Regions from separate parts of the Mus musculus genome. Here all the other regions are linked to region 1. A link is a contact called in public HiChIP or PLAC-seq data. All regions are on one chromosome and are shown on one strand. The core of a region is the stretch at or near the end of the contact, and the rest is flanking DNA. Distances in the headings are between cores, read along the strand shown. Region 1 has its middle 17 kb from the start of Tpd52. Region 2 holds the start of Zbtb10 (zinc finger and BTB domain containing 10). Region 3 has its middle 3.4 kb from the start of Gm41997. Region 4 overlaps Zfp704 (zinc finger protein 704).

Region 1 (6,846 bases), core at 1,844-4,343:
CCATGCATAGAGAGAGGACCCATGCATAGAGGACCCATGCATAGAGTGCTTATGGAAAGCAGAGTGAGCATAAATACGGGTGAAGCCCGGGAACCTCAGGTGACAGTTGTCCTACTGTGATCTCTGCCTGTATGAACCAGGCCTCCCCAAGCCTAGACTTCTCTGACAGGCAGATGGTAGCACTATCCAGAGTCTGACTCTGCAGGTCAAAGGTCAGGCCTGGTAGTAGATATTTTAAGCAAGATTGCATGTGTCACTGTTCAGGGACCACTTTTGGTCACATTATATGGAATAGAATTTTTTTACGGGGGAGGGGTGTTGCTGTTTTAGTTGTTGTTTTCTTGCTGTTTGAGAGTCAGTCTTTGTGTAGACTTGGCTGGCCTGGAACTTGCTATGTATTTTGCTCTGTCCTTGAACTTTCAGTATTCATACAGCCTCTACTACTGACTTCTGGGATGAGCTTGTATGTGCCGTATGTCTGTGTCGATGGGAGGTCGAACCCATGGCTTCATGTATCTTCAGCAAGTATTCTACACTGAGTCACATCCCCAGCTCTTGTGTGCCCTTTTATTTTATTTATTAGTATGGCTATCTTGTCAGCATGCCTGTCTGTACATCACTTGCCTGGAGTGCCCTTGGAGACCAGATGAGGGGGTCAGATTCCCTGGATCTGGGCGGAGTCACAGACAGTTGTGAGCTGCCATGTGGGTGCTGGGAATCGAACCCAGATCTTTTGGAAGCACAGCCAGTGAGCCTAATCAATGAGCCATTCCAGTCCCCTTGTGTGCTGTTTTAGAAAAACAAATGTTACTGAGCTATATATACACATGTGTATTTTCCATTTCCTCTGGGTCATGCAGAGCTCTGTATAAGTACCTGCTGGTCACTTCATCCTCCTCAGCTGGTGCATGGCATTACAGAGTATTTATGTGCTATGACTTCATGTCAGGCTGCAGTTATTTTGGTTCTTTCCAGTGGTTTGTGTGTGTGTGTGTGTGTGTGTGTGTGAATTATTATAAGCAAGTGCTTTGTTTAGTTTCCTGCATGAAGTGTGCTTGTCAAGGATAATATGCAGAAGTGAAATTGATGATCATGTGAAACTTTAGTTTAGACGCTGACTTCCTGGTACTCACATGGTAATGCCCAACCATACGCAGTTTGCCTTATTCACCTTCCAGTTCGCAGCTAATTCAGTGCAGTGGAATTGGAATGCGCCAATTGGACCTTTCACACTGTGTGTAGTAGCCTTCGGATTACTGACGTGTGAGAGTGTGTGTGTGTGTGTGTGTGTGTGTGTGTGCGTGTGTTGACATATTTAAAACCCTTTTTAATACTCAAAAGTTTTCCTTTCTAACAACTGCAGACTGGTAAGAACTATGTTCAGCAGCAGTGGGTCATATACATAGAGGGCTGAGTGTCTGTTGTTCTGTAGTTCAGGTTGGCCTCCAATTAGTGATCCTCCTGCCTCAGTCTCCTTAATGCTGGGATTGTAGGGATGCACCAACGTAGCAGTTTCAGTTGGACTGAGAGAGGGACACTGTGAGCTAGCTGCATCCTTTCTGTCCATGTCTCAGAGCTGGATTTCAGGCACACACCACCAGCATCTTCAGCATCTTCAGCATCTTCAGAGTTTTCCTACGTCATGCCGAACTCTGATGCCCATGACCAAGATCAGTGTTGACTGCGGTGTCCTGCTGAGGGGTTCTCCCCACCCCCATGCCTTGGCAGCACTGCCACAAGAAGTAGGGAGGCCTGTAGTCATGGGTGGGCTATAGAGGGCCCACTGTGTTTTTAGTTTTACCAATAACCAGTTCCAAATTTTCAGAAACCATGGGATGGTAAAATTAGGAAGGAAAGAGAAGGGAGGAGGTGAGGGAGGGAGGTGAAGAGGATGGGGGGGGGGAGGAAGAGAGGCAGAGAGAGGAGGAGGGAGAGGGGCGTGGACAGGGAGAAGGAAGAGATGGAATGTAGGTTCATACACAGTTTTCAGCCTCCTTTTGCCTAAATTATTAAAACCAGCCCCTCAAAGCTGCTGCTATTTTAAAAATAAGAGATTCTTCTCCCAACAAAACAAAGCAAACAAACCAATCAGGGCACATATTCCACAAGAAAAGGTATTACTTTTCAGTTTGATTTGAGGGGGAAAATTGCTTTTCCTTTTGCCTCACGCAGATGTTGAGTGCAGAGCTGCCCGCTCCCCCTACGCGAGTGCTGAGGTGTCTGTCAGTGAGGGCTTCCTCTTTGCCTCATGCCCTGGGCCTGGGAACTGCAGAGCTCCTCAGGAAGGAAGGGATGCTGCTGCCGGTCTAAGAGGCTGGCTCTGCCCCTGAGCACCTGTGGGAAGGTGTCAGTCCACGTGAGCAGCTTCCTCAGCAGCCCTGCAGCACACAGATGATCTTCCCGTGCGCACATGTCACCATCTGTGGTGACAAATGTGGCATTTAAAGAATCACTTACTTGCCTTTCGGGTCTTAGCAGAAGGTCACCATGTTTGGCCACAAGGATGGTGGTTTTATCTTCCTTCCGGCTTCTGGCAAGTCTGGTTTTCCTTTCGCTTGAGGCACAGTTGGTGAAGCACCCACATGGTGGCTAACATCCATTGGTAACTCCAGGTCTGGGAGTGAAGGGTGGGGGCTATGTTCTCTTCTGACAGCCGCAGGCACCTGGTACACTTGTGCTACACAGACAGAAATGTAGGCAAGACACTCATATAGATAACAACTATTCTTAAAAATAGAGATAACTTACTTTATGAGGTTTTTGGTGGTCTAATTTCCTGGGATCAGGAGTTGAGGAAGTTGAAGTGTGCCAGACACTTTGATAATTCTTAAGTTTGGTCAAAATGGACACAGAATACCTTGAAACAAGTGGACATAAAAGCTATGCAAAAGGTCTATAGTTTCAGTGCATACCCATCTCACAGATCGGAGACATCCTCTTTGTGGACATCACCTTTCTTATGTGGTTTCAGGGAATCTAACAAAAACCGTGGTTTTGAAGAAAGGATCTGAGATTTGTGTGTGGTGCCTGGCCTTCCCCAGTCACTTCCTGGTCTGAGACCTAATAAATATTTAATGTGAGGAGGCCTCTGCTGAGCTTGCTGGTTGCCATGGAGAGGTGACTGCGGTGTGGAAGACAGGCCTTCAGTGACAGGGGTGATCAGGAAAGGTCATTCGGCTTCAGCTGGAGGTGACTTCCTGTTCTGGCTTGATGAGTTTCAGTAGGGCCTCCACGTGTAACGTTCCCAGTTCCCAGTTCACGTATTGCTTTGTCTTAGAGCTCTGATTTCAGCTCTAACTGTACAATGACAGCCTTGGATATTGAGACAATGAAGACAGATGTTAAGCATTGTTTCTGCTATAATTGTGAAAGAATGAAGTGTTATGCTCTACAGAGCGATATAGAACACCAAGAAAACCTTACTTGGCGATAGCTTTCATTTGAAGAAACATGAACATTCTTCCTGAGTCTGACCATCCCTTCACCCAGTTCTAAATCTGTTTGCAACATCTGTCATGTGTGATGTGTCTCACTTGAAAGATCAGCCAGTAAATGGATGTGACTTTCATGATGATATAAAACCTCTATATTTTATGAATATTATAAGGATGTACCGTAAGTGAGTTTTTAAATTAAAATCCTGGAGAAAGGGCCTTGCTGTGTTGTCCAGACTTATGACAAACTTCTGGGCTCTAGCCGTCTGTCTTAGTTGTGTGTGTTGCTCTGATTTCACACTAACGAAAGCAGCTTGGGGAGGAAAGGGTTTGTTTCAGCTTACAGGTCTCAGGTCACACGCTCCATCACTGAGGTAAATCAGGGCAGGAGCTACAGCAGAGGCCGGGCCAGGGCTGCTTACTGGCCTGTTCCTCCTGACTTGCTCAGCCTGCTTTCTTAGAGAATTTAGGTCTGCCAGCCCAGGGGTGGTACCATACACAGTGGGTGACCCACATCAATCATTAGTCAAGAAGGTGACCTTGCAGACTTGCCTACAGGCTACTCTGATGGAAGCATTAGGGCTTCCTCTTCCAGCAGGGTGGTGGTTAGTGCACACTTTTAATCCCAGCAAATGTAGTTGTATCTCTGGTCTACAGAGTGAGTTCCAGGACAGCCAGGGCTACACAGAAAAACTCTTATTTTAAAAATAACAGCAGCAGCCGGGCGTGGTGGCGCACGCCTTTAATCCCAGCACTCGGGAGGCAGAGGCAGGCGGATTTCTGAGTTCGAGGCCAGCCTGGTCTACAAAGTGAGTTCCAGGACAGCCAGGGCTACACAGAGAAACCCTGTCTCAAAAAAAAAGAAAAAAAAAAAAAACATAAAAAAAAAAAATAACAGCAGCAGCAGCAGAAAGTTACCTTCCCTCTAGAAATATCCAGGCTTGTGTCAAGTTGACAAACCCAGCCAGGACACCTCTTGTGCTAGCTTACCAAATAGCTGGGACCACAGCTACATGCTACTGCGCCTAGCATAAACAACATCTTTCTGAAAAGCAGTTTGCTTCCATTTGACTACTTCTGTGGCACTACAGTGGTGTGTATATTACAATCTTAACATTTAACAAACATACTTCGTGTTGAAAGTGGAACTGTCTAACCCTTAGTGATTTCTTTTTCCTCCTTATTTTCCTGAGTAGGGTTAAATGATTGTACTGGTTATTTTTATATGGCTGTGATAAAACATCATGGCAAAGTATGGTGGTTCGGATGAGAGTGGCCCCATAAGCTCTTATGCTTGAATACTGGATGCCCATTGATGGAGCTGTTTGGGAAGGGTTAGGAGGTGTGGTATTGTTGGAGGAGGTGTGTCACTGGGGGTGGGCTTTAAAGTTTCAAAAGCCCATACCATTCTCAGTCTCAGAGATGTTGTCTCAAGGTGTGGCCTGCCTACCTACCTGTGGCCTTGCTTCCTGCCATTGATGGCTGTAGATTTTTAATTCTCTAAAACTATATGCAAGGTCTCAGTAGACTCTTTCTTCATCTTCCTTGGTCATGGTGCCTTTAAACAAATCCCAACATAATATTTGTATTGGTCCTTTGGGGATTTCACACCACACACCCCTATCACATATATTTATTTCCCTGTCCTTCCGTGATGTCCCCACACTGGATGATTGTCACCTCCCCAGCAAACACAAAGGCCATGTTGTGTTATCTGTATACTCCCCAGAGCATGGTCAAACTCTTAGTGGCCTGCCATTAGAGCAGAGTCCTTCCCCTCCCCCAACCCTGATGGAAGCCATCTGTTGTGGAAAGTGACACTTCAGCAGACTGTCACAGCTTTTAAGAGTTCTCTTTGGGGGCTGGAGAGATGGCTCAGCGGTTAAGGGCATTGACTGCTCTTCTAGAGGTCCTGAGTTCAATTCCCAGCAACCACGTAGGTAAAGTGTCCAATCACAAGAGAGGCATGTGCTGAACAAGCTGGACAAACCCATGTGTTTTCATAGAGGCACATAAACAAATAACAAAAGCCAGTTGTAATGAAAGATCCACAGCAAACTCACACCTATCTGCTACACCTGAAAGGGACACTGGACGATAATCAAAGAACAGCTCCATGGTCGTGAAGAAACTGGGGTCACAACACTCATGTCTTGTTTCTTGGAGTGTTCTCACAAGCACTCAGAACTCGGCACACACAACTCCACACCTGCACTTTACCTACGTGACTTTTCTTTTCTTTTTTTTTTTTTTTTTTTTTTTTTTTTTTTTTTTTGAGTCAGGGTTTCTCTGTTTAGCCCTGGCTGTCCTGGAACTCACTTTGTAGACCAGACTGGCCTTGAACTCAGAAATCTGCCTGCCTCTGCCTCCCGAGTGCTGGGATTAAAGGCGTGCGCCACCACACCCGGCCTACGTGACTTTCTTAACCTTTAGAGTATTAATTTTCTGAAGCTCTAAATAAAGTTGGCCATCTCATGAGACTTTAGATTGCCTCGTTTATCAGCTCTGTTCTCCCAGGTTACAGCATCAACTAGAGCAATTGTATATGCTGAACTCTTTACCAAGGCGTTAATACAGTCAGTTTTCAGCCTCTGTGGGATTGTGACCCACGATTGAAGAAGCTTTGACATGGTTTGACTTAGGACCGTAGAGGAGGGGCCTGCCAGGAGTCCCTTGCAGTGGTCCTTGGGGACCATTGTTCATCTGGCTATAATGTTAGGGAGAAGGGACTTAGGTGGTCAGGAGCTATACTGGTGACATGAACTTGGTGCTGATGTGTTTTGGGTGTTCTCCGTGGCATTAACATGTCATGGGATCAACCTCTAAGCTGCTTAGTCTGGTAGGGATGATTCATACTGTATGCAACTGTGATCCAAGGTAGAAAAAGGCATTTGCCCACAGAGGCTTGGATTGATGGTGGGAATATTCACGGAGCCAGGGTTGTGGGGATGGGGTGTTGAAGGAGGTGAACCAAGGTTTGCTAACATTGAGGGTGTGGGGCTCATCCATGTTTTGCAGTGCTGGGAATGGACACGAGAGCGCGCACACACGCACACACACTCTGAAAATGTCTCAGCTGCTCTCCTTAAATGTCAGGAGAATAGAATAGAATGGAATAGAATGAGGCTCATTTAATGTGGGATCTTAAGTGATGCTGCTGCTGGGTTTTATGGTGTTGACCTTTTCAAGAAAAACAGACCCCCCTCCCCCCTCCCCCTCCCTGCCCCCACCCCCGCCCCCGCCCCCGTTTTGGAGTGGTGCTGGCATCAGAGCTGGCAGGAATGCATACTTCCCTAGAGTTCAGTACAGCTAAGTCTTTTACTTACATTGTATTGTTTAGAATTCAGGACCATATGCAATTGAGTCTTCCAAAAATAGGTTCCACATGGGTGTTTACGTGTGCATTCACCCA
Region 2 (5,970 bases), core at 593-3,092, 270 kb before region 1:
AAATCTCCAACCTCTCCCAGCCTCTCTCTCGGATTCAATCTCACAGGCAAACCCTAACTCGAAAAAGAAGATAAACCCAGCGATATCATTAGAAAACTGTCCTTCTACCCCTCCTCCCCCAATAGATCCACAACTTTGGAAAACTTTGTTTCCAGGCTTTCTAAACCCCTACGCATAAGCTCTCGCGAACCTCTCTCGATCGGAACGAAGTGAGTCTTCCCCCGGAGGATCTTAATTTCCCCCCTTCTTTACTTTAGTTTTAGTCTTCCCCACTGATAAACCTTTCCCAAAAGATGTGGTCGAAAAGCAAAGGCAGGATCTACGGTACCTGGGCGTTGGCTTCGTGGAGTTTGTGTTCGGTGGAGACGTGGTGCCTTAGGAGCAGGGTTTTCTTGTAGTTGCGGGTCCCTCGCGAAAGCTCATCATGCCCCACCTGGGTAAGGTCCACGCCGCCCCCATCCTCGGGGATCTTTTGGCACCATCCGCAGAACATAAGGCCGGTATCCTTGGAGTACCGCAGCCAAGGGAAGTCCTTGAGCCAAGAGGTCTGGAAGGAGCACTGGAGCTTCTGCAAGAGGGACTTGGGCCTCGCGAGCGGGAAGTGCTGGACAGTCTCTCCTTCGCCAGCTCCCACACCGCTGCCCTCCGCTTCGTCCCCACCATCGCCGCCCGACCGCCTGCTGCTGCTGCAGCTGCCGCCTTCCGCCCCACTGCCATCGCCCGGGCTCGCCCCCTCCTCCTCGGTGCTGTAGCTCAGGGACGCCCCGTCCTGCATCCACTCCTTCCCCTCCAGCGCGTCCAGCTCCGGATCCACGGCCGCCGGCCCTCGCCCATTGAAATGCCTGAGGGGCCACGCCGAGGTCTCCGGGCGGCCGCGGCTGCTGCCATTGTTGCCGAGACCCCCGCCGCCTCCCCCGCGGAAGGCCAGAGTCCGACGGTTCCTTTCCGCTAGCAGGGGGCCCCCCGCGCCGCCGCCCAGCAAGGAGGGGCCGCCCGTGTCCTGAGGGAGCAGCAGCAACTCCTTGACGTCCTCGGCGGCGGCCGCGCCGGCGGCGGCCTCCGAGTCCTGGGGCTCCAGGCCCTCCAATTCCATTTCCTCGTCGGCCCCGCGCCCATTCGGCTGCTGCGGCGCGGGCGGCGCGGGCAGTCGCGGTTGCGGCTGCGGAGGCCAAGAAGAGGCCTCCCCGCCAGCGTTATTGTTCGTGGGGCCGCCGCCGCCGGTGACCAACCCGCCTCCTCGGAACGCCAGCGTCCTGCGGTTCATCTCACTGAACGACATGGCGCGCGCCGCGGTCACCGCCGCCGCCGCCGCCGCCCGGTGCCTCGGCTCGCGCCCGGGCTCCGGCCGCGTCCCGCGCGCTCGCCGCGGCTCCCCCAACGCTTCGCCCCCGCCCCCGCCCCCGGCGCTGCGCTGCGCCGCTCTGCGCTGCGCTCCCGCCGGCCCGGCCTCACCCTCCCGCCGGCTCGCGCTCGCTCCCGGGCCGCCGCACGCGTCTACTGCCGCCGCCGTCCCAGCCGCGTCCTCTCCACCCGCGCCCCGCCGCGCTCCGGGCAGCGTCCCGCGCGGAGCGGTGGGCGGGCAGCGGAGCGGCGAGCCGGGCGCGTGCGGCCTTCGAAGTTGAGGAGGAGTGCGGTTGCCCCTCCGCTGCCCCGCTTCAGCGCTGCGCGCACACACCGGCCCGCCAACAGATCTCCGTCCTCGGGGGGAGTCGTGTCGCCGCCGCCGGCTGCCGAGGCGCGGACGCGAGAGGCGCGCTAAGCCGCCAGGCTCCGCCACATAGCGAGCCGACAATAAAGCCGGCGGAGCGTTTCCGTCCGACCAGGCCCTGGCGGAGGTCGAATGGCAAATGAACAACGGACCGTGCGCCCACAATGCACCGGGGTAGCAGTAACCGCTGGAGGGGGAGAGGGTGGGGGCCGGCCGGGGGAGGGGGCGGGCTGGGCCGGGCTGGGCTGGGCCGGGGGCGCCCGGGGACCGGGAAAGGGGCCGGCCGCTCGGGCCCGCGGGCGGGGGTGCGGCCACGGGAAGGAAGCGGGCGGGGCACGGGCTGGGGTCTCGGGGCGGGGCCGGCTCGGCCAGGACAAACAGCTGGCGGGTGTCAGGGGCCGGCTCGCCGCGGCGCGCCCGTGCGCACGGTCCCCGGCTCTCGCCACGACTTCACCTGGGACTCCAGGAGTAAGTGCGGTGGGAGCGCGCCCGGCCCTGTCATCTGCCGGGGGAGGGGTGGGTGGCCGTGCCCGAGGAAGTGAACTTATTTTGTTCCTGCACAAAAGACTGGACCAGGCGGTGCCTCCCTCGCGAGGACACCTCCTTGGGCTCCTTGTGTACGCCGGGCAGCACCTCTGGCCCCGGGCGACGATCGTTTCGCAGAAAATGCACCGCCCCGAGTGTCTTATTGCTGTGATGAAATGGAAATTTAAATAAAAGGTCGAACACGTGCGTTCAGTGGGAAGTATTGACATGGGTGTTACATCACCAGCAGCCAATCAGATATCTCCAGTCGTGTTTATACTTCTACAACCACCTTGTGAGTATTACAGTATGTCATAGCGTTATAAATATTAGGCAGGGTTTTCCCCATGAACGGGGAGGAGTCAGCTGCTGCGGGCGCCGCGTGCGGCCGCGAAGGGAGTGCAGCTCCGAAGACAGGGTGTGTAGATGAGAATTAATTTTTAGGATTTTGAGAAAAGCTCTTGGCATCGCGTATGGAATTTAGAGTGATTACATCGGTCTAAGCTGGAAATGAACCTCCCTAAGTTATATTAGTTTACTTTTTTGTTTTTGTTTTTCAGAAAGAGGCCTTGCCAATTAAGAACCCTTAAACTCACCCTCCCCATTAACTATGCTCTATTTGGAAAACATTAGCACGTTTACACTCATTAATTCACAAAGTGAGGTCGATTTATCTGTTATTTATTGGGAGCGATTTTTGAAACAGGGTCAAGGCCAGCCTAGTCTACATTTTAGGTCAGCCAGGGATACACACAAAGATCCTGCCTCAGTATCTCGAGTTCTGGTATTACAGGTGTGAACCACCATGTTGCACAAGCTTAATTTAAAAATTCGTATGTTTGAGCCTATTTCAGGCTTTCTTTCCTGTTTTTTTTCCCCCTGCCTTTCTTAATTTTTTGTTTTGTTTTGTTTTGTTTTTGTTTTTCGAGTCAGGGTTTCTCTGTGTAGCCCTGGCTGTCTTGGAACTCACTCTGTAGACCAGGCTGGCCTCGAACTCAGAAATCCACCTGCCTCTGCCTCCCAAGTGCTGGGATTAAAGGCGTGTGCCACCACACCCGGCTAATTTTCTTTCTTTCTTTCTTTCTTTCTTTCTTTCTTTCTTTCTTTCTTTCTTTCTTTCTTTCTTTCTTTTTTTTTTTTTAAGACTATGTAGCCCTAGCTGTCCTGGAACTCACTAGGCAAGAGTGGCTTTGAACCCACAGACATCCACCCACCTGGAGTTTCCCTTTTGGGGTGGGAGTGGAGTGAAGAGAGCAGTTGATAAATGGTGGTCTCTCATCTTTCAAGTTTTAAAATTCAGATTGATGGCTGTTGTGTCTGAGGACTCAAGAGTTAAGTTCCCAGAGCCTGTGTATGGCGACTGCCTGTGTAAGTGTATGGAGGCTCAGAGCCTGTAATAGCAGCAACAGGGGATTTGCTCAGGTACCAGGCACACATGGTGCACAGACAGACATACCTGCAGGAACAATGCCCATGCACACAAGTTTTTAAAGCACATTTTCTCAGTGTTATAAATTAATATTTGCTAACACTTTTTTTTGAGACAGCATTATTATGTAGCCTGCTGGCCTTGAACTCTCCAGCCTGGGTCTGTCACCATGCCCAACTTACCTCAATGGAACTTTTGATTTGTTTATACAGGTCTCACTCTATGTCCCTGGTTGTCCTAGAAAGCACTGTATAGATGAGGCTACCTGTAATTCACAGCAATCCTGCCTTAGTCCAGGCTAGGATTAAAGGTGAGAGCCCCATGCCCAGTTTCCTTAACACTTCTGATTGAACTAAGCCCAAGACGAGTGTTGAGCTGTGTCGATTTAGATTTTTCAAAGCCACTTTGACTTAATTCGCCTTAATTTTGGTACCTGGTGTAATGAAGTTTTGTATATGAAATAAAATTGATGAATTCTAAAGTGAGTTTGAGTTTACTTGTGTAAACTTGTCACCTATGACAACATAATTTCGGTGAGCTGACTGAGGGGACTTCCATGCCACCAAAAGCTTTGACTTGGGGTGTCTTCCTATCATCTACCCGTACTGCCACCTGCCATCAGGTGCCGTAGGCCCTGTACTTGGATAAAGGCCCTCAGAGTGAGTTGGTGAGTTCTGGTTGGTGATTTTTCAGACAGTTCTGTGCCATACACCTTGGAGGAAGAAGGAAAACCTGCCTGCTGTGGCTGCTGTAGTATGGAAAAGTGTGACAATGACATGCTTGGTTTTCAATGTGTTTTTTTTTTTTAAGACTCTAAGCATTTTGCAAATAAATACATTATATTTTAACCACCCCAGCCTCTTTCCCTTAAAAAAAAAAAAGTGGTTACTGACATCAATCAATTATAAGATTAAGATTGAGAAATGTCATCTGTATTTATTCATATCATCTGCTTTATTCAAAAACTAATAAACTTACCTCATCTCAAGCTTGAATCCCTAATTAATGTAGAATAGGAACTATATTAAGTTAGGCTAGAATCTGCTTCCTATGTATTTTTATAGCAATCGAGTCAACCAAAACAGTTCAAGTTCTACTTGGCATTCACAATGAGTAAATGCCTTTCCTCACACGCACATCCTTCCTTATGTTTTATAGGTCTACACTGTTGTTAGGTATGGTAGCACATTACTGTAATCCCTGAAATGAGGAAGCTGAGGCAGGAGGATCATTTCAAACTAGCCTCTGCTATAGGCTTTAGACCAGCCTAAGCCACACAAGATCTTGTCTCAAAAAATGAATTAATGGACAAATATTTAAATAATTTCCACATGGCTTCTTTCTGAAATTATCTTTAAACATGAGCTAATTGAGTGACACTCAGGATGGGGAGCCACTGTGCGGCTCAGGACTCCCAGGAAGCCCATCTCCAGGGGATCCAGTTGCCTCTTCTGTTCTCCACAGACAACCCGCCCCCAACACACACATAAAAGTAACTTTTAAAGAATGAATGATGGAGCCGTGTGGTGGCACACATCTTTAATCCTAGCACTTGGGAGGCAGAGGCAGGCGGATTTCTGAGTTCGAGGCCAACCTGGTCTACAGAGTGAGTTTCAGGACAGCCAGGGCTATACAGAGAGAAACTGTCTCAAAGAGTGAATGATACATTAACATGGACCCTGAGATCTCTCAAATGCTGGACCACCAACCTGGCAGCATACACCAGCTGATCTGAGGCCCCAACACATATAGCAGAGGACTGCCAGGTCTGGGTTCAGTCAGAGAAGATGCACTTAACCCTCAAGAGACTGGAGGCTCCAGGGAGTTTAGAGATCTGGTTGGGTGGGAGGTGGGGACATCCTTGTGGAGTCAGGGGTGAAGAGGAGGTGTGGGATGTGAAACAGTCAGAGGGTGGATGCAGGGTGGGCTTAGAGGGGAGGGAGAGTAAAGTCTGGAGCATAAAAAAATAAAAGCGTTCCTTGGTTAGATCCCCAGGACTGTAGAAACCAGGCATGCTAGCATGGACCTGTGACTCCATCACTTGGAAAGGAGAGGAAGAGAACCAGACTTCATCCTTAGCTATATTAAGTGTGAGGCCAGCCTGGCATTCAGGAGCTCCAGCCTGAAAAGAAAAAAATAAATAGCAATACTAGATTTATGTAAATTAAATTCTATGACCATTGAACTAATTAATAGCCAAATAGTATTGGTGAGAGGAGTAGGTGTGTGTGTTTATGTATGTGTGTGTGAGAGAGAGAGAAAAAGAGAGAGAATGTGTGTCTCTCTGTGTGTTTATTTCAGTTGTCTG
Region 3 (6,469 bases), core at 2,128-4,627, 370 kb before region 1:
CTTGCTCACGGCCATGCATTACTGTGAGACATACATTCTGGATAAATGACACAGGACAGAACCACCTAAGCTTTCTCAGCCAAACCCAGCTTGAGAGCACAGAGACTCTGCCTTTGTCCACAGACCAGCCAGCATCATCAGCAATGCTCAGTGTGTCCAGTCCAGCTCTGTTGACCCCCAGAGGATCCACAGGTTCATGCTTTAAGGCAGGGTGGTGTGGGTTATTTGTTACACTTCAGAAGCTAATGGATACAGATGCAAAACAGCAGCTAAAATAAAGAAGGAAACCAGAGAAGTACTATGGACCCTATTTCAAATAGCTTTCTTGGATATAGTTCCTTTAAAGAATATAACGCATTCTTAATGCTCTAAGGAAATCCTTTTACAGAGAATTGAAAAGTTCCTCTTCTGTATCTGTCACCTCTACCCCACAGTTTGTACTCGCTGTCACCCTAGCACTAATATGGGCCCCCAAAAATAGGAAACAGAAAAATTTTTAACTTGATCTGTTCTGAGAAGCAGAACAGAAATTAACATGCGTCTTCAGTTCCAATCCAGCCGTGTGTCCTTGCTCAATCCCCTCTATGAAATGTAGTGTGTGGACTCAGATTCTCTCAAAAAAAAAAAAAAAAAAGGGTATGTAAGATCTCTGTGGGACTGAAGAGATGGCTCACTTGTTAAGGATCCCCCCCCCTTAAAGATTATTTTATGTGTATGAGTACAGTGTAGCTGTCCTCAGACATACCAGAAGAGGGCATTGGATCCCATTACAGATGGTTGTGAGCCACCGGTTGCTGGGAATTGAACTCGGATCTCTGGAGTCAGAGCTGGGCTTTCGAGCAGTCACTGCTCTAACCCACTGAGCCATTTCTCCAGCCCCTCGTTAAGAATTCTTAACAGTTCTTGCAGAGGATCTAACTTTGGTTCCCATCACCCACATAACATAACTAATGACCCATAGAACTCCAGCTCTGGGGGCCCCAACACCCTCCTCTGGCCCCCAAAGATAGTGCGCATTCATGTGCACAAACATACACACGTATACATAATTTTAAAAATATAATCCTTTTTAAATGAAAGATTATGTGTTTGTCTCTGTGTATGTGGGTACCCATGGGGCCAGACAGGGAACCCCTAGAACTGGTGTTACAGGCTGTGAACTACCCATCACCTGTAGAAGTAAAGCAATATCTATCTCTAAGAGCGGTGACCATTCCTAACTACTGAGCTATGCCTCCAGCCCCTCAACCTGCCTCTTAACATACTGAGGTACAGTGAGCTAAAGACCTTCGCAGAGGCATTCTTAACTAAAGCACCATAAACTCATTCAGGGCTTCAGGCAGCAATAGAACCGAACTGGAAGGTTAGCCAGCAGAATCCTTTTACCATAGTCCCTGATGCACGGTACAGAGCAGCTAAGCTGTCCAGAACCTTTCCAAGCCAGTCCTTAGCACCACTTTCTACCCCACAGGGGTACAGAAGGGGCTCTCAGCTATTTTGTCACAAAATAATCATTTTGATAGAAATGGGTCCTAGAACAGGATTCTTGACAATTGTAGTGGTGGGACTGCTTCCAACACAGATGGAGAAAGCCACCTGAAGCTGCAAAGGCTGAAGAGAGAAGTCCTTTGAATTCTCCTAAGACATAACGAGCTGGTGGCCTCGGGGACCTGGTGGGAACTGGAGGCAGCTGATGGAAGTGCTTCAAGGGGTCCCAGACTTTTATAAGTTTTTCTCCCCGTCATCTTCTTTTGTCTGTTTTGGGTTTGGGGTTTTGTCTGTTTTTGAGACAAAGTCAGTGTAGCTCAGGTTGATCTTGAACATAAGGCCATCTTCCCTTAGCTTCCTGGGGCTTGGATGTCAGTAGAGTTCACACAGCCCAGACCCTTTTTTCTGTCGACTTTCATGGGCTCAGACCACTGGGATTATACCCTGCAGAGCTGTGTGATCTTGGGAAAATTGTCTTAACTCTTGTGACTCAAATTCCTTGCTGATAAAATAAGAAATTTCTCTGTGTCCTCTTACTCCACCACTTAAGTACACATGTTTAAGCTAGTGATTCCAAACCAAACAAATGATAGCTTTCAGCCTGCTCCAGCACATATCCTCAAACAGCTGAGTCAGAGTGCATCAAGACAAGCAATTAGATTAGATCTTTCGTCAAGAACGTTTTTAAAGTCCAAGTTGTCTTCCTCTTAGGTACAGCCTTACAATTTTCCCAAGCAAGGACCTAAATGCAAATGGCAAAGACTTCGGGAATCTTCCTAAGATTTCTTCCAAAGATTTAGGAATCAGACCTAAACAATCAGCTATGGGATGTGGAAGAGCATCAGAGGTATCAGGGGTTTATCAGTACCCAGCCTGATAGGTTTCCTACAGGACCTGGGAGCAAGACGGGAGCTACTGCTTCCTGGTGATTTCTATTCACATTCACACATCTGCACACATAAGCCACTTTAAACAACAGGCTGTGGGGTCCTTACACAAAGACAAGGCCACCGGCTGTCAGGGCACTACACTGAATTGGGGACACAAACCCCATTTTCCTATGTAAATTGGCCTGGGTGCTCTTAAGACCCCCAACAAAAGGGGTCAGTCCTATAAAATAGGGCCATCTGGCCGGCCCCAGTGACACCTCCAAGGGTGGGCGTGAGAGAGTGGTCTTCAAGGGACCAGGAAGGTAGGTTGCACTGGAGAGTGCAGCTGTCACCTTGGTCCCAGGGTCCCGCCCGCCCGCAGAGGCTGGAGGCGATCAGATTATAGGTGGTCTTAAGCCCCAGGGCCTGGGGCGCCTGAAGGTCTCATGGAAGCCTCACACAGTTGGGCAGGGCGGGGCACGCTTTGTTCCTGGACCCCCGAAAGGGTGCGGCGCCTCAGAGTTGGCTAGAGTCACTGCTCTGTTCCTGGGGCCTCAGGGCAGCTAGCGCCAGGCCAGCAGCCTTGGGCGACTCCATAGCAACAGCGTGGGAGAGCCACAAAACCAGAGCTGGAGGGGAGAAGGCCGGAGGGAAACAGGAGAGGGGGCACGAAGCAGGGAGAGGGGACTAGAAAGGATAGTTTGCTGCAGGAGAGAGAGGGGGAAGGGGTTCGGTGACCGGTGGGAGTTAGCAATGAAGAAAGATAGGGTGAAGTAAATAAGGGACCGGCACTGGGAAAGAAGGAAGGGGAGTAGAGGAAAAACAAAAGATGAAGGAGCAGTCAGAGAGTTGGGAAGGAGTGAAGGGGAGAGAGAGGTAGATCAGCGGGGGAGAGGTGGGGAACGTGGAGACGGGGCGTGGGGTGGGGTGGGAAGAGGGGAGCGGAGTCCGCATAGGAGCTGGGAGGGAGGGTGGCTGGAGAGAGGAACAGGGCGCAGTCAGGGCGGTTCTGCACTGGATCCCTGGCCGCAGCTGCTGTCCGCGGAGAGGGGAGGAGCAGGCAACGGCGCGGTGACGCCAGGGACCCTAGTGGGCTCAAGGCGCCAGGGGGCAAGCCCAGGTTCCTTCCACCACCACCTCCCCCGGGGACAGAGTCTCTGTGCAGCTGCACACGCGCTTCCAGACCCAGGGATCCCCAGACTCATGCAGAGCAATCTCCCTAGGATGAGGACACCCGGTTACCGCCCACAGCAGGCAGAGCGGAGAGGGTGGGCGCTCCCCATCCGGAGGGCCCAGGTCGTTTCCCCGAAATATTTATTTCACCAGAGAATATTTTTCCATTACAAAACTATTAAGCGATGTGGGCTTTTGTTTATGAGTTTATCTCCTACCCCATTCCCCCCAAACATGGGACCTGGTATAGAGAACATATTACTAATGTTAACCTTGGAGTCAGAAAAACGGTTTTCTAATTTTCAGCGTAAATTTTTTAGAAAAAGCCAGTCCTAGAGGTGTCATCGTTTTTAAGTCTGACCTGCTAAGCGCTAGTTTACACACACAGTCCTAAATTAGCGAGACGGGACTGACCCTGCTTTAAGTTTTCTACGAAAACGGACCACGATTACACTCTGACAGCATTTTTGCGCTTACATGCACGGTGGTACTGTATGTGTGATTGTGTGTGGTGGGAGGGGGAGGGAGCAAACAAACTAATTTCGGACACACCGGTATTTCAAAAGAAATCTCACAGATAAGTGCTGTGTGTTTTATTTTAAAACCATCATAAGACATAAAGGAAAAACAAATAAACTTCTGGACGTTCTCAGCTAACATGGCCTATGGGAAAATGAAAATAAACCTAATTGAAAAAACAGCGCTAGCCATAAATAGGATTTGCTTTCAAGCAGAGAACGTGGTTGGAAAAAAAACCAAACCAAAACAAAAAAGCAAACCACCAATCAAATCCGTGCCCTAAAGAACAGGTTCTGTGGATGCAGCCAAGACTTTCGCTTTGCTGTTTGTTCTGAAAATGCAGAAACACAACTCTGGTTTTCAGGTATTACCCCAAAGAGCTTTAGTTTCTCCTGCCAAGTTAGTCACCTACCCCAAGCCGCAGGCAAGCTCCTGTGTGGGTTTGTGGTAGCCCATCTAGTTTCAACATTGTTTTTGACCGAAAAGAAAAGATGAAACACGTAAACGAACTTACAATTCTATTTACAGAACTCTAAACTGCATGTGGGACTCGCAGGCTGAGTCCCAAAGAGTGGATGTGTGACATTTTCTGACAAAAGCCATCTTAAGTAATTTGTGGGCATCAGTTTACAATCCTTTACATTTAGAAGGCAGAAATTGATATTATCCCATTTTGTAAATGAGAAAATTGAAGTTTACAGAGGGTTCAAAGAAAGCCTGTCCAGGTTCACAGATCCACGCAGCACCAAATGGCAGAGGCAGGACAGACCTGACAGAGACCTTTCTGTCACTGGCCAGCCCTGCTGGGCTCCTTGACTACCACTGTGAAGAAAGAAAGAAATGGGGCTTTCTTTGCATTTAGAGGGACACCACATGAAGCCCCAATGGACATACCTACAAGGTAATCGGGTTTCTCCATTCTGCCCAGTTGCTAGATTGGATTAGAAAGACACTGACATCCAGTGAGCTGCGGAGGTGACTCCGTGGGTAAAGGCACCTGCTGTGGGAGAGACCACCTTCTCCAAACTTGTTTTCTGACCCTCTCCCTGCCCATTCACATACACCAGGCACACACACAGTAGTAATAATTAACTTCAAAAGAAAGATATAAACTGAAAAATAACTTTCCTCTTTCTTTTCACTGAGTTAAAGTTAAGTACAAAGTATTGGGTTTCATCTGGGCCTCCTCAGCCTTCCATGTTCGTCACTATACTCTTATTCTCAAGCCTTCCTCTCCACCTTCCCTGGCTGGACAGAGCAAAATGACAGAGACAGAGCTAGAGGTGGCCTGTGTTGCCAACGCTTGGTGGCTGTGGCGGGGCCTCTGATGTCGGAGGCTAGCTTAGGCTACATAGTGAATCCAAGACCACCTTGAGAATTCAGGGAGATCCTCGTTCAGAAACACAAAACAAAGACAAGAGAACATTCCCTACATTTGTTTTACACAATTAAGCAATAAACAACATTTTTGAGTTATCCTGCTTATCCTACCAATATCATAGCATAAATCATTATACAATAGCCCAGACATCAGAAAAACAGCAAGTAGTGACCCACTTGCCTGAACTGACTAAGTATCAATTATTTATGTGGCCTCCCATGGCTACTTGAAGTTGAGTCAATAATTAAAATATATATGTTCTGATTGCTTCTTGACCTTGTGGCTAAATGGAATGTAAAACATACAGTCTGAGTTCAGTCATAAATCAACTTTTAACATTTCAGGGAGAGGAGGATGCAGAAGTGACTCCGTGGTTAAGAACACTTGCTGCTCTTGCAGGAGACCTGCATTCAGTTCAATTCTCAAGACCCATATGGCAGCTCCTAGCTGTCTATAACTCCAGTTACAGAGACTCCATTCCCTTCTTCTAACCTTAGCGTAGCAGGCATGCATGTGATGAGACTACCTACAGCCATGTGGGCAAAGGATACACAAAAAATAAGTGAAATATTGTTGTAATTTGGGAAAGCACACACATATCACACACACATCACATGTGTGCACATCACACATGCACATACACATCACACACATCACAAATACACATTACACATGCATACACACATTACATTACACATACATATCACACATGCACACACACATCACAAATACACTCACATTCACACACATCACACATGCACATACACATCACATACACATCACAAATACATATCACACATGCACACACACATCACAAATATACTCACATTCACACACATCACACGTGTACACACACACACACACACACAGAGGAATAAAGTTAAAAGAACTTATTTTGAGACAGGATCTCACTATGGAGACTAAGCTGGCCTTAGTTAAAGTTCTGGCTCTAACCTTCAATTCTTATTTGTTTTTTAATCTACACATTTAAAATCAAGTAGGCATAAGCTTTTCTCCCTGAACTTGCTCTGGAAACGAT
Region 4 (6,701 bases), core at 1,377-3,876, 510 kb before region 1:
GTGTGCAGTCATTGCTGAGAATGCTGCCTCAGAACATCTCATTCGAAGGCTCCTGTCTTAGTCAGGGTTTCTATTCCTGCACAAACATCATGACCAAGAAGCAAGTTGGGGAGGAAAGGGTTTATTCAGCTTACACTTCCATACTGCTGTTCATCACCAAGGAAGGAAGTCAGGACTGGAACTCAAGCAGGTCAGAAAGCAGGAGCTGATGCAGAGGCCATGGAGGGATGTTCTTTACTGGCTTGCTTCCCCTGGCTTGCTCAGCCTGCTCTCTTATAGAATCCAAGACTACCAGCCCAGGGATGGTCCCACCCACAAGGGGCCTTTCCGCCTTGATCACTAATTGAGAAAATGCCTTACAGCTGTATCTCATGGAGGCATTTCCCCAACTGAAGCTCCTTTCTCTGTGATAACTCCAGCTGTGTCAAGTTGACACAAAACTAGGCAGTACAGCTCCCATCACAAGTCAGTCTTGAGTGAGAAAAAGAATAAGATGGTGACTTTCGGGAACTGTGAAAACATCCACCCCAGGTCCTCTAGCTGGGAACAAGGGAGAGAAGAGTGTTAATACTCATCTTGTGTAGGCTTAAGACATTACTAGTGATCCCAGAGTGTGTGAGCTGATTCAGTAGTAAGGTACTTGTTGCTCAGCCTGATGACCTGAGTTTGAGTCCCAGAACCCACATGGTCAAAGGAGAGAACAGACAATCTGTATTGAGCTCCATACGCATGGCTTCTCTCTTAAAAACGAGTGATCCTAGCTATATCTGCTGCTTCTGCCCAGTGGGGTGGCACAGGGATCGAATGATCTCTTTGCAACATCACCTCATCTCTGTCTGGCAGCCTCAGTACCTGAATGCAGAGTACAGTTGTTTCACTTAGATCTTAATGAGTAATTTAATTTGGTGAGTCAGAGTTTTGATTTTTACAGCCATGAAATAAAACCAGTGTTCATCCATTATTCTTTTCATTTTAGAAATCACTATTGTTTCTGTGGAATCCGTTCAGCTGATGAATATTAAGCCTGACTTCTGTGGGAGGCAACTAGCAGAATAGAAAGGCAATTATAATAGATTTTTGTTGTTGTTGAGCAAAATATTTATACTGAAATCCCAGAGTCCAGGCACGCTCCCCCTTCTCCGCCACGTCCCGCCATAACCTAAAGTGGGCCAGTGTGCTGCCAGTGCACTCACAAGAGAATCTGTCAATCAGGTGGAATGTAATGATCACAAGGAAAACTTAAAGTTTTGGAGGAATGGGTTTTTTGAAGACTACTCCACATGTGAATATGTGAAGTTAGGAAAAGCTCAGTGGACACGCAGTGAGCTGGCTAGAGGGGCTCCTTAGGGCAGCTGTGAATCAGGTTTGTGCAGAGGTACCCCAAAGTCATAGCACTTATTAATGTTACCTGAGAGCCTTAGTCAGTGACTTATTGAGAATGAAAGAATTACAGCAAGATCAAACAACAACCACAAAAACCTCAGCTTGGTACCTCAGGATATCATGCCTTCTGGATAACTCACACTCTGTCTCTCTGCCTCTGTCTGTCTGTCTGCCTATCTATCTCCCCCCTTCTCTCTCTCTCTCTCTCTCTCTCTCTCTCTCTCTCTCTCACACACACACACACACACACACACACACACACATCCTATAAGAGAAATAAGGTTGTAGAGAGTGTGGAATTTGCATCCATTTGCCTGTTCATTACCCAAACTCTTATTGGATCCCCATGTCAGCCACTGGTTTGGGCTCTAGAGACAGGACTGTTCTCGTCCACATAAATGTGTTTTCTTCTTGGGTGATACAGGTTCAAGGAAAGAATTTTCTTCTGGAACATTCAAATAATCAAACATTTACCTCATCTGGCTGATCGAACATTCTGCAGACATTGATTCTTAAAGAGGGAACAAGCTGGATATAACTGGCTGCTCTTGAACACTGTGGTCCCACACTCTGAGATGTGGTCCCATGCTCTGACAGTGTCCCACACTCCAGCAGCTAGCATTAGTTACATGGGGGAAAGTCACAGCAACGTTAGGCGGTCCTCTTTTTAACCTGTGTTCTTATCTGAGTCTTAGAGAATTTTGCACATTGTGTTATGTTCATATTTATCCATAACTCCTCCAGGCTCACCCTGCTACTGGTATTCTTTTAAAAGAATGACTCATTGAGCCCTATTTGTGCTGCCTTTGACTGGCAGCAGGCCTCATTAGTGTAACAAATGGTCAGTTGGAGTTTGTCATGTGTCTTAGCCTGTGTTTTGTTGCCGTGTAGAGACGTGACCACAGCAACTCTTATAAAGAAAAGCATTTCATTGGGCCTGGCTTACAGTTTCACAATGTTCGTCCATTTTCATCATGGCAGATGGTAGCTGAGAGTTCTACATCATGATCCACAGACTGCAAGAGAGAAAGAGAGAGTCACCATGCCTGGCTTGGGCTTCTGAAACCTAAAGCCACTTCCCTAATGACACTCTTCCTCCAACAAGGCCACACTTCCTAATCCTTCTAAATAATGCCACACCCTGATGACTAAGCATTCAAATATGTGAGTCTATGGGGAACATTTTTATGCAGACTGCTACTTCATGCCTTTCCCTAAAGCCCCAGAACCAGACAGCTATTGGGTGAGACCCACAGACATCACAGAGTACATCCCTCTCAGCAGGACTAAAGGAGTGACCTCCTTGCTGTCAGTATCAGATTTAAGGAGGGCGCCTGGAGTACAGGCCTCACTGAAGTAAATCTTACACAGCGATATGTAGACATGGCCCTTATCTAAGGCGATGGTGAAGACATAAATCCATGAAGACATGTTATGGGAATGGTACTTTAACGGGACTCCTGATGCCTGGCAGTTTGAAATCATCTTGCCCATGGCTTGACTTCTGTATTATCTGTCATCTCTATGTCTGCCTCACAATGGCAGGCATGTGACCTAATTCACCAGTTTCTACTTCCATAGTCTGATACAAAGTTGACTTGTATCCTGTGACTGATTGTAGTAACCGAGAATACAGATGATGGAGTCTTGGAATGCTGTACTAAATAAACACTTCTGTACTTTACACCTTCCGAAATGACCAGACGAAATTCTGCCGCAATTACCATCTGTACAAGGGCAGAATGGATGGAAACCTGTTTAACAGTGACACCTGTGAGTCACTTAAGGGACCTAGGGGGACCAAACAAACTCAGCACGAGTCAACAGCTCAGAAAGCAAATGTCTAAATTGTTACTAGGAATGGGTCCCCTGTCACAGTTCATTTCAACAAGGAACTGTCCCTTAACAGGTGCTGTGCAGGCCGTTGGAGAGCTATAAACAAATGAACAAGGTCTCCTGTATGGAACTGTACATGGATGTAACTCAAAATATATCAAATGCCGAAATGTAAAGGATAAAACTATCCAGCTCTTAGAGCAAAAGGGGAGTAAATTTAATGACCTTGGATTTACTTGTGGTCTCTTAAATATGGTCTTAGAAGCTTAAGCAACAATGGGAAGACAACTGAAACTTTACTTTATTAAAGCTTAAAATTCAATGCAGAAAAGGACACTACCAAGAAAATAAAGAAAATAAAGACACAAAGAGTATGTATAACATCCAGAATATTTACGACTTATTAATTAAAAAACAATGTAATTTTAAGGAATGAGCAAAGGACTTGAGTAACTTTTCTGTTAAAGATAAGCAATCAGAAATGGGACTGCTGTGAAGACGCTCAGCATCGTTAGTCATCAGGTCAGAGCTGTGACTGATGGAGGAATGATGGTGTGACTCAAAAGATGGACCCTAACAAACGTTGGAAAGACGGGGTGCGGGACTGGGCAGTTGGTAAGAGGTACAGCTGCTGTGGGCAGTAGTTGAACTCAGAATTACTGTGTGTCCCAGCAGTTCGACTTACATTTGCCCCCACACAAATTTCTACATGTTCATAAAGTACAAGTAGACATAGCTCAGATGCTCCCCACCAACTCATAAGTGGGCAAATAAAATGTGGCTTGCATATGGTGCAGCTCTGTATGTCCATAATACAAGTGAGGTACTTGCTTCAGCACAGTGAACACCAGAAACACTGTGTTACACGTCAGAAGCTGATCACAGATTATCTCATGGTAAAACTGCATTCATGTGAAGCGACCAGGCTAGGCAAATCTGTAGAGACCGTGAGTGGATGGTATCAGCAGAGGCTGGAGGATGGACGCTCTTTCTGGGATGATGGCAATGTCTTAGAAGAGGTGACAGTTGCAGAACACCGTTAGTATGCTACAAGCCACTGACTTCTAAAGTCATTCATGTTTGTCTGTATAAATTTTACATAGCTCTCAATCAATCTGTTGTTAAAAACTTACACCCCCCATGCACACACACCTTGAATAGAGTCTCCTTCACAGTGCCTAGGTCCCGTCAGATTAGTAATCCTGGGTTCCATTCTGCATAGAAGACAGAAGTAGTTTACTTCACCCATAGAAGTCCAGCACAAGTTTAGACATTTAGACTGTTGAGGTGAAACAGTCAAAGCACATGGGGTGGTTAGCCCATTTGAAAAAGGAAAGGGCTTACAGGCATTCTGGTCTGTCATTTCAGATTGGTGCTTGCTATGGAAAAGGGGTCCAAACTGGTCTCTGTCTTCCTAGAATATAAGGAAGAGACTGGCATGGTGTTTTAATGCAGAGAACTTTCTTTTCTGCCCCCCCCCCAAACAGGGTTTCTCTGTGTAGTTTTGGCTGTCCTGGAACTCACTCTGTAGACCAGGCTGACCTGCCTCTGCCTCCCGAGTGCTGGGATTAAAGGCGTGCGCCACCACTGCCGGCTTGCAGAGAACTTTCTAAACTGGATCATCTAAGAAAGGAGGTGCCTTTCAGGGAATAGTGATGATAAAGACTCCGTGAGGCTGGTGACAGAGAGTGGAAGGCTCCGGTGGCTTTGGAGCCAGGCCAATCTTGATGACCCTCTCATTCATCTCTCACACATGCCTAGACCTTCAAGACACCTGTCTTTCATGACATCGAGCTTTCCAGCAGTAAACTACATCCGGATTTTTGTCACTTAGGAAGTGGCTATCACAGGGAAGAGTTGCTGATAGGACCATTACTTTCACTGTCTCCTCATAATCTGCATGCATGTTTATCCGAAATGGCTATCACACACGAGGCCAGCCCATTTACTTTAGCAGAAGTCACCGAGTTTACATCATGCTCTAGGGCCTTGCCCTTTTAGTTTGTCCTACTAAGAATGGTAGTGAGTCTGCTGTGTCTGCTGTTGCTATATGGCTGGCCATGACCATCAGAGCCATCAGAATTGTCATCAGCATCTAGTCTCCCACTTCCTACTTAGCTGTGGTCTCTGATGTCTTTCACTAGGAGGCTAGAACACCGAACAGCTAGTGATTTGAATTGAGATCAGAAATGTACTAGGAGCCACTACTAGGTGATGTCAGAGAGTGATAGCCTCTGCTGAGGACTGGACACCTGTCACAGAGCTGTCTGAACTCACGGGCACGAGAGGCATCCTTTCCTGATGCACACCTTGATCCAGCTTGCTAAGGGCATGACACTGGTATCCAGCTTGCATATGCCAGTCTCTGGAAAGAAGGTGCTCTATGCTCAGGGGTCACTCACATCGTGTCTAACAGCCACACACTTACCTAACTTGTTAACCTCCTTCCCTACCATTCTGGTAAAAGCATTGTCTTACAGTCTTGTGCTGTTGTAACAAAATACCACAAGCTGGTGGCTTAAACAGTAGACAGTCACTCTCACAGTTCTGCAGGCTAAAGTCTAAGATCAAAGTGTTGCTGGGCTTGGTTCTTGGTGGGATCCCTCTCTTGTTGGCTTGCAGAGGGCAGCTCTGCAGAGCAGAAGGCAGAGTCTGCATAGATTCTATATCATATAGGGGGCTCTGCTCTCATGACCTCACCACAGACGGCTTGGCTTCTAAACACCACCTCCATCTACGAGAGCTAACTCATGAGTCCTGAAGAGGTTAATATATTCACTCTATCACAAACAGACCCTGGTGTCAAATTGCCTGGATGGAATCCCTTGCTCACTATTCCTCTCTGGGCTCAGTTTCCTCCACTTTAAAAATGAGGCCAATACTACTGTTGGCCTCATGGGTTCTCAACACTGATCAAGTTCATGACCCGTTGGTCTCCAAGGCTAGCTCTTCAACTTACCTAACCAGGCTGGAGCAGCTCAGGAAAGAGAATTCTGATTGCCCTTTGCAGTGGCCCTCAGAGTGGTTTGGAGTTAGAGTGAGAGTCCTTGCAAGCATGTGTATGAGTAGCAAGGAAACGATGAATGACACCTTCAGCACAACTTTACCTTGACCTGGGTCAAAAACTTCTGGAGTCTCACCAAGTGGTTTAGCTTTCTTACACATTTAAACACAGTAAAACTTCGGGGAAAAAACAAAGTTATTACAACAAAGCTTTAGGCATGGCCACATCAAAATTACTTCCTAAAGTAGATCTCTTTAGCAAAGCACCTGTGACATTTCCTCCAAGAGTGTGTTCTCATTGATAGAGAAGCAGTGTTCGGGATAAGGGCCTAGGGAGGAAGAGTTTGAAAGAAGCTTAAGAAGAGTTCTGTTGACTGAGAATGCAAAGTACTTGGGACCTCTTCTATTGACTGAGAGACAAAGCTCAGAATCAGACCCTAAACAATGCCCAGGACCGTGGGGGGTTCTGGTGAACGCCT

Evidence for each region. HiChIP or PLAC-seq counts read pairs in DNA pulled down with a chosen protein or histone mark.
Region 2: an H3K4me3 HiChIP or PLAC-seq map of neural tube shows a contact between it and region 1, with 3 times the contacts expected there. The contact joins the promoter of Zbtb10 here to the enhancer-like site in region 1. A contact is called at or near these places in 2 of 39 promoter capture datasets (embryonic stem cells and pre-B cells), 6 of 484 Hi-C or Micro-C datasets (the AML12 cell line, CD4 T cells, cortical neurons and 2 more), 5 of 115 datasets of contacts at active chromatin or transcription factors (embryonic forebrain, forebrain, neural tube and 2 more) and 1 of 9 other capture datasets (liver).
Region 3: a contact with region 1 is called in an H3K4me3 HiChIP or PLAC-seq map of neural tube, with 5 times the contacts expected there. The contact joins two enhancer-like sites. A contact is called at or near these places in 7 of 115 datasets of contacts at active chromatin or transcription factors (craniofacial prominence, embryonic forebrain, embryonic limb bud and 3 more).
Region 4: an H3K27ac HiChIP or PLAC-seq map of embryonic stem cells shows a contact between it and region 1, with 5 times the contacts expected there. The contact joins two enhancer-like sites. A contact is called at or near these places in 3 of 115 datasets of contacts at active chromatin or transcription factors (differentiating embryonic stem cells and embryonic stem cells).

What each region holds. Positions count from the first base shown.
Region 1 is chr3:8,978,143-8,984,988 of GRCm38.p6, reverse strand. It overlaps a transcript of Tpd52 not described here. Among named protein-coding and RNA genes, the nearest start is that of Tpd52, 17 kb to the right of the region's middle. Within about 2 kb of position 3,093, at least 105 of the 459 cell types and tissues checked have an H3K27ac peak or open chromatin away from gene starts, as enhancers often do. A contact at or near this core is called in embryonic stem cells, neural tube, regulatory T cells and 1 more, where this site is marked.
Region 2 is chr3:9,246,439-9,252,408 of GRCm38.p6, reverse strand. Zbtb10 (zinc finger and BTB domain containing 10) reads right to left here and starts at 1,842. Exons shown (of 6, transcript NM_177660.3): 1 at 329-1,842. The coding sequence starts at 1,279.
Region 3 is chr3:9,344,044-9,350,512 of GRCm38.p6, reverse strand. No RefSeq gene overlaps it. Among named protein-coding and RNA genes, the nearest start is that of Gm41997, 3.4 kb to the right of the region's middle. RefSeq lists an enhancer at 2,219-3,758. Within about 2 kb of position 3,377, at least 126 of the 459 cell types and tissues checked have an H3K27ac peak or open chromatin away from gene starts, as enhancers often do. A contact at or near this core is called in neural tube, where this site is marked.
Region 4 is chr3:9,487,811-9,494,511 of GRCm38.p6, reverse strand. All of the region lies in intron 2 of Zfp704 (zinc finger protein 704), which reads left to right. Among named protein-coding and RNA genes, the nearest start is that of C030034L19Rik, 88 kb to the right of the region's middle. Within about 2 kb of position 2,626, at least 21 of the 459 cell types and tissues checked have an H3K27ac peak or open chromatin away from gene starts, as enhancers often do. A contact at or near this core is called in embryonic stem cells, where this site is marked.